Linked DNA regions of Mus musculus: region 2 is linked to region 1. A link is a contact called in public HiChIP or PLAC-seq data. All regions are on one chromosome and are shown on one strand. The core of a region is the stretch at or near the end of the contact, and the rest is flanking DNA. Distances in the headings are between cores, read along the strand shown.

Region 1 (3,133 bases), core at 523-3,022:
GGAGGTACAGATGCTTGTGAGCCACCATTTTGGCTCTAGGACTCAAACTTGGTTCTTCTGAAAGAGTAGCCAATGCTCTTCACCTCTGAGCAGCCCTTCCAACCCTGCACTTTCACTCAAAATAACGTTTTTATTTTTACTAATGCAAGAGCTATCTGTTGGCCGAAGAGAGTGAAGGTCCACTGAGAAAAGAATGTGTCCTGGCAGAATAAATACCCAACAGCCAACCAGGCATGGTTTCCTGTCTTGCCCTTCTCGGTATTTAATGGCAGGGCTGTTTCTTACTGCAGCAACATCAAGATGTTGTTACCGTCTAGAACCAGAGCAGGTTTTGCCTGCTCTACGGCAGGGAGGAAGGCACGACCTGAAACAGTCATCACCTCCTTATCAAGGATGTGGTCTCTAACCACCGGCTTCAGAAAATTACTATGAAGCCTCAACTTAGATCTTTCCGACCTCGACCTCTGGGCTCCTCCTTTTCTGAGATCCAAGTTCAGAGACTGAGATAAACACACAGACTATGCTAAGCCAGGGGCAGTGGCCCACACCTATACTCCTAGCATGCAGGAGGCTGGGGCAGAAGAGTGACAAGTGGATCCAAAGCCAGCCTGGCCTAGAAAGTGAGTCCCTGCCTCAAAATGAAAGGCTGGCATAGCGAAAATAACCCTCTGCTCCTCCCCCTGACTCAGCACTCTGGGGAGTCAAAACTGCCAAGGGGAGTAAGAAAGAAATAACGGATATCATCCCAGTAGCAGAAGCAAGCTGTAAATCCCGTGAAGAATCGTTCCAGCGCGGACACAACACGGTTGTATGTATGCCTCTCAAAAACAGATGGGTTGCCAACTCGCTAAGCCCAGTCTTATCACCGTAGGAAGAAACCCTCAATGCTTTCTTTGGAAGAAACAGTTTTTACCAAGTGAATTATTATCATGGTCATTATCACAACCTTCACAGTCCACAGAAAAGGTATAAAGTATCCACCTCAACGCAAAAATCTCAGCCAAGAGCAATATTTAGCAAAATCATAAGAGTTTGTCTCCCCAAGGTCCTTTTAAGCCAGCATTATATAATAAAAACAAACTTACACAACTATGAAGTATCAGAGAAAGTAATCATAGTACATTTTAATATTTGGTGTGTTTTTATATAAAACGCGTTAGTCATCCTTTTGTTACTATAACAAATAATACCTGAGACAATCAACTTATAGGAGAAAAGGTTTGCTTTGACTCATGACCAGGCTGAGCTATCGCTTTGAGTTCTCTGGTGAGAAGAGCAGATGGTAAAATCCAGAAGCTCACAGCCCTGAAAAATTACTCACCTCGGGCCAAGAACCATAGAAAAGCAGTCAGAATTGATCGTTTCCTTCACGAACACTCCAGTGACCTCAAACCTCCCCACTAAGCCTCATTTCTTAAATGTTCCACTATCTTCCACCAGTCTCACCCATGAGTTCTGTCCTTCGATACATGGGCCTTGAAGGGTACCCGATATCTAAACCATAGCATATAAACTATGGCCCTGGAGTGTCACCAGATCTTGCATCACCAAAAAGGTTTTCTTCAAAATCAGTATGTTTTTCTGAGCACGAGTAAACACACAGACGACACCACGCCTGGAGACCGTCTCCCTGCTCCACCTCCACAAAAAGGGAAAGGATCCAGAACCTCCAAGATTTGCTCCTTGACCTCCACAGTCAAGAGGCCACGTTTCCACTGCTTACAAATAACTCAGTCTGTGGTTATTGTAGCAGCTGAAAAACAGAGGCAAGCCCCAGGTGCCCACTTCCTGTTACACACACATGTCTATGTGCACAGGCAAATGGCCCGTTATCTCAGCATTCTGTAAAGTTCCCCAGAGTGGGGAGTTTGCTTTCTTTCCCTTCCTTTATCACGATCCCATTTTATATTAGTAATAAAGCCAAGTCAACACTTCAGTCAGGCACTTAGAACCCTAAGTACATGAAGCACAGGAAGTCCCCTGGACACTAATTGCAGATTTTATCCATCACAGTAAGTAGTCAACACTGTGTGTAACAGTTTGCCTTCTTGTGTAAGTCTATACTTATCCCCAAAGGATCGTGTTTGAAATATTTGTAATTTTGTTGAAAATAACCTGCAGATGGTATAGAACCTAACCTGTACCTCCTTAGCAGCTTTTGGGTTGGTTTTGGTTTGGTTGTTTTGGCTGGTTGGTTGGTTGGTGTGGTTTTTGTTTGTTTGGTTGGTTGGTTTTTCCTTCTTGGCTTTCCTTGACTATTTGCTGTCTCAAAGCAACACTGTATAACACTGTGTAGTGAAAGGGAGAAAAGAGAGGAAGTGGGAGGGCCAGTGGGGTAGCGCAGAGGTCAACGCACTTGCTACTAAGCCTGACTCCCTACGTTCAGTCTCCAGGACCCACTTAAAGGTGGGAGGAGAGAACACAGTCCACACCATACACATATTAATAACAATAAACTTTTTTTACTGTGCTCTTCTTTTTAAGATTTATTTATTATTTTATGTAAGCACACTGTAGCTGTCTTCAGACACATCAGAAGAAGGTGTCTGATCCCATTACAGATGATTGTGAGCCACCGTGTGGTTGCTGGGGTTTGAACTCACGACCTTTGGAAGAGCAGTCAGTGTTCTTAACCTCTGAGCCATTTCTCCAGCCCCAACAATAATCTTTTTAAAGAAAGAAAGAAAAACCAAATCCGACAGTATAGCATGTAATAGGCCGGTACTATTAATGTCGGGAGAATCACAAAAATCACCCCAAATTCAGGAGTTTGGTGCCCAATAAAGGCAATGACATTTTTGGAAGAGGAAACAGCATGGAGCAAAACCAAAATTAAAAAAAGGTAGCTAATGAGGAAAAGGCCCAGTGTCTCTCCCTTACACCCTTCCCTGCCCCCTGCTTTCTCTCTCGCTCTCACCACCCTGCTCTCCTCCCTCTCCCTCTCCCTCTCCCTCTCCCTCTCCCTCTCCCTCTCCCTCTCCCTCTCCCTCTCCCTCTCCCTCTCCCTCTCCCTCTCCCTCTCCCTCTCCCTCCCCCTCCCCCTCCCCCTCCCCCTCCCCCTCCCCCTCCCCCTCCCCCTCCCTCTCCCTCTGCCCTTTGTGTGTTGTGTATGTGTGTGCGCAGTTTTGAATCA
Region 2 (3,257 bases), core at 417-2,916, 200 kb after region 1:
ACCCTGTGACACACTACAGCTTCCACAATGAGATTTTTTTCCTCTCTGTTGGGGTGGGGAGAAATTGCAAGGGTGAAGGACAGGTACAGGAGAGGGGGAGATGAGGGGACTGGGGTGCATGATGAAATTCACAAAGAACCAAAGAAAAGTGTTTTTAAAAAGAAAAACAAAAAGGCAAAAGACATTCCAATCTCCCATCATAATGAAGGGAAATTCCAAGATAAATGACAGGCAGCAGCAAGCCAAGTGGCCAACCTCTTCAAAAGATCAAGTTAGAAGGTTCCTGGGAAGAGCTCTTGTAGAAGATAAAACTGAATACCTGGGGCAGCTCATAATAAATTAGCTAAACATTATTGATATAAGAAATGAAAGTAATTAATTCCAAGGAAAATAAAAACCATACAGAAAAGCCATACGAAAGCAACCATATTATATCCTGACCTGGCTATCTAAACAGAATCTATAGCATCAAAATAATATAAATAAGTAATAATCTTGCTATTATTATAAATGTTTTTGGGGGGCAGGAAGTGTTTTTCTGTGTGTGTGGGAGGGTAGGTTGTGCAAGAGAGCCACATTCTCTTCAGGAGTGACCAACGAGGTGGAAGAGGAAGTAAAATAGAACCTAAATTTGAAATATCAAGTGATACATGCAAGGTGCTACGTAGAGATTATCAAGAGATAAAATTACATCAAGATTGCACAGATAAGCTTGGCTTTTCTGTGAAAATGATAAATGGGGCAAAGTCTACTCTTTGAAAATAGTAAAATAGTAAAATAGAATAAGAACACCCTTGAAAATTGACAGAACAATGACCTTAGGACCATGAGACATGGAAGCCAATCAATAGATTTTAAACTGTGACCTGAGATCTCACTTGTTCTGATGAATTTTTTAGATAAGATTTAAAGCAAAGAGGACTCTTCCTCAGACTAAGATCTGTTTTCATGGAGAACTAGCCACCTTAGGGGTCTGAAAGCTCGCACTCAGTCTGTGTGTTCATTATGTGGCGCTGTAGCACAAGTGACTCCATTTTGATTTTCTTAGTCTGGTCTGTGGGATCCTAGAACAGAAACCCCATCAAAATCACAGCTTCCCATGATTTTTGTTGTAAAAAGATACCAGTCCTAAAACGTTTGACAAAATAAAAATGATCATCTCTAACAGTCAGAAACTCTAGAGAAAATGGAGTAACAAATGAGCTGGCTCTCTTCTTCCCTAAACTATTAAAGCCAAAGGCAGATCATCTCACTGCGGATGCAAAAAAGAAGCTACAAAAACACCAAAATACAACCTGTGATATCCCTACCTATCAAATACTATGGAACCTACATCAACACAAGGAAGGAAGCTGAAGACGGGTTTCCCCAGAAACACTCATCCGTGTCCTGAAAGGTCGCCCCAGTGACCTTCCAAAGGTACCTGTGTAATCCAGAAGGCTGGGCAGACCACAGAAGAATGGCCCTTTTCACAGAAAAGACATTAGAATTACAAGCATCGTGATTAAAGTTAAGCAGGTTTTACCTGCTTTGTGATATAAGTTCCCTCTATGGTGCCTAGGCTAGTCTTGAACTCCCAGGCCTCCAGAGAATCTCCTAACTCAGCCTGTGTGACTGGCAGTACAGGCTCATAGCACCACACCTGGCATAGTTTTGGGGTTTGTTTGGTTTTGTTTTCTATTTTGCTCTATATTGACACAGTCCAGACTACTGAGCCCTCAGATGCGTCGTGTCATTCCAAGCTGCAGCTTTAGCACCAATCCCACTCACTGCACTATCCAGGAAAGGAAGGCAGAGGGAAAGGGAACGCTAGGGAGCTGAGCTGTGTGCTTCTCTGAGCAGCTTCATTTAAGAATATTATTGAAAGCAACTGTTCATCTTCAGAGGATACAACCTATGACTGAAAAGGAACCTTCCGATCTCCAAAACTAAAGGGAGCCATCTTCTTTGAATACGGACCCAAGCACGTTGATTTTCCATGTAAAGGGTTGATCGCCTCTGATCTGCTCACTGCTGTGGATGATAGCCTTTGAAAGACAGGAATATCACAGTTTGTATTGGGGGGGGGGTTGTTGAAAGTAAGAGTATCCTCAAATATTCCAGATCCATCTCTCAGACATTATAAGACTCTGGGTTAAAACTTTCTTAGTTTCTCTGGGGGACAGAAAAACTGTCATTATGTTGCCCAGGCTGGCCTGGAACTTGTGGTTTTCCTGCCTCTGCCACCTAAACGCTGGGTTTGTGGGCATATGCCACCACACCTGACTGCCAATAGTGTCTTTGTATAATAACTGCCAAATGAAGTGCCCCTTTTCTATGTCACACTGGAGCTAAAGATAACTTTACCCTTTACCTCGGCGCCTATTTAAAGCTTAAAACAGACATTATTGGACTTTGAACATATATATGTCCTGAGGCAGATAACTAAGAAATAATGTCACCATCTCAGTAGTGAAAAACTCAAGCCACCAAAGTTATATTCTCTGTCCAGTGTTGCACAATCTGCAGTCAAGATGAATGCTTCAGTTTCACAATCTGGCAGTTGCAGCGAACAGATCTTAGAACCTCATTGATCATGAAAGACTGCCTGAAAAGAGTAAGCTTTAACGATCAAGGGCTCCTCGGGCAGCCCATCCAGAAGGCAGGCAAAAGGCAGGAGAAGAAGCAACGTCTATCTGATTTTAGACACTACACGTCAGTTAGTGCTGCTCTCTCCATTGGCCAAAGAAGCTTCTGTTGGCAGCGGGCAACTAGCAGACTCGTCACTAGCAAAGGGCAGAGAAGTGGCTGTTAAGTCTCAGCCTCGAGTAAAGCATCTAGGACAGCCCCTGCCAGACTCAGGAGCACGGAGGGAGAGGGAACAGGAAAAATATAAGGAGCAGAGGATGGGTAGGAGCACTGTAAAGCTCTGTCACCTGGACATGGCACAGCCAAGAACTCAGCAGCAGTGGGCATCTGCGCAAGACCCGCAAAAGACGTGCAAGGACTGATGGGGGTCCATCGACACTCCAGCACAGATGGGGACCACTAGGCCTCACTCCCCCCTGAGGACCTATGGGCAGTTAACAGTTACTGGGGAGGAGTAATATATTCCTTGGTGGTGTGGCCAGTGGTAAGATGACCTTGCTCTGCTAAATAACCCTGTGACCCTTGTTCATACAAGCAACCCTAATTAAATGTAGTGGAGGATACATGTGGGGGTGGGGAACAGGACGGGAACTTGCTGGAAAGAACAAACTTGGTGAGGTGGGGTGAGG

Evidence for each region. HiChIP or PLAC-seq counts read pairs in DNA pulled down with a chosen protein or histone mark.
Region 2: a BATF HiChIP or PLAC-seq map of CD8 T cells shows a contact between it and region 1, with 6 read pairs. The contact joins two enhancer-like sites. A contact is called at or near these places in 1 of 115 datasets of contacts at active chromatin or transcription factors (CD8 T cells) and 2 of 9 other capture datasets (adipose tissue and liver).

What each region holds. Positions count from the first base shown.
Region 1 is chr5:72,634,494-72,637,626 of GRCm38.p6, forward strand. The region is part of intron 1 of Cnga1 (cyclic nucleotide gated channel alpha 1); the gene reads right to left. Among named protein-coding and RNA genes, the nearest start is that of Cnga1, 6.7 kb to the right of the region's middle. Within about 2 kb of position 1,773, at least 61 of the 459 cell types and tissues checked have an H3K27ac peak or open chromatin away from gene starts, as enhancers often do. A contact at or near this core is called in CD8 T cells, where this site is marked.
Region 2 is chr5:72,830,590-72,833,846 of GRCm38.p6, forward strand. The region is part of intron 1 of Tec (tec protein tyrosine kinase); the gene reads right to left. Among named protein-coding and RNA genes, the nearest start is that of Tec, 36 kb to the right of the region's middle. Within about 2 kb of position 1,667, at least 29 of the 459 cell types and tissues checked have an H3K27ac peak or open chromatin away from gene starts, as enhancers often do. A contact at or near this core is called in CD8 T cells, where this site is marked.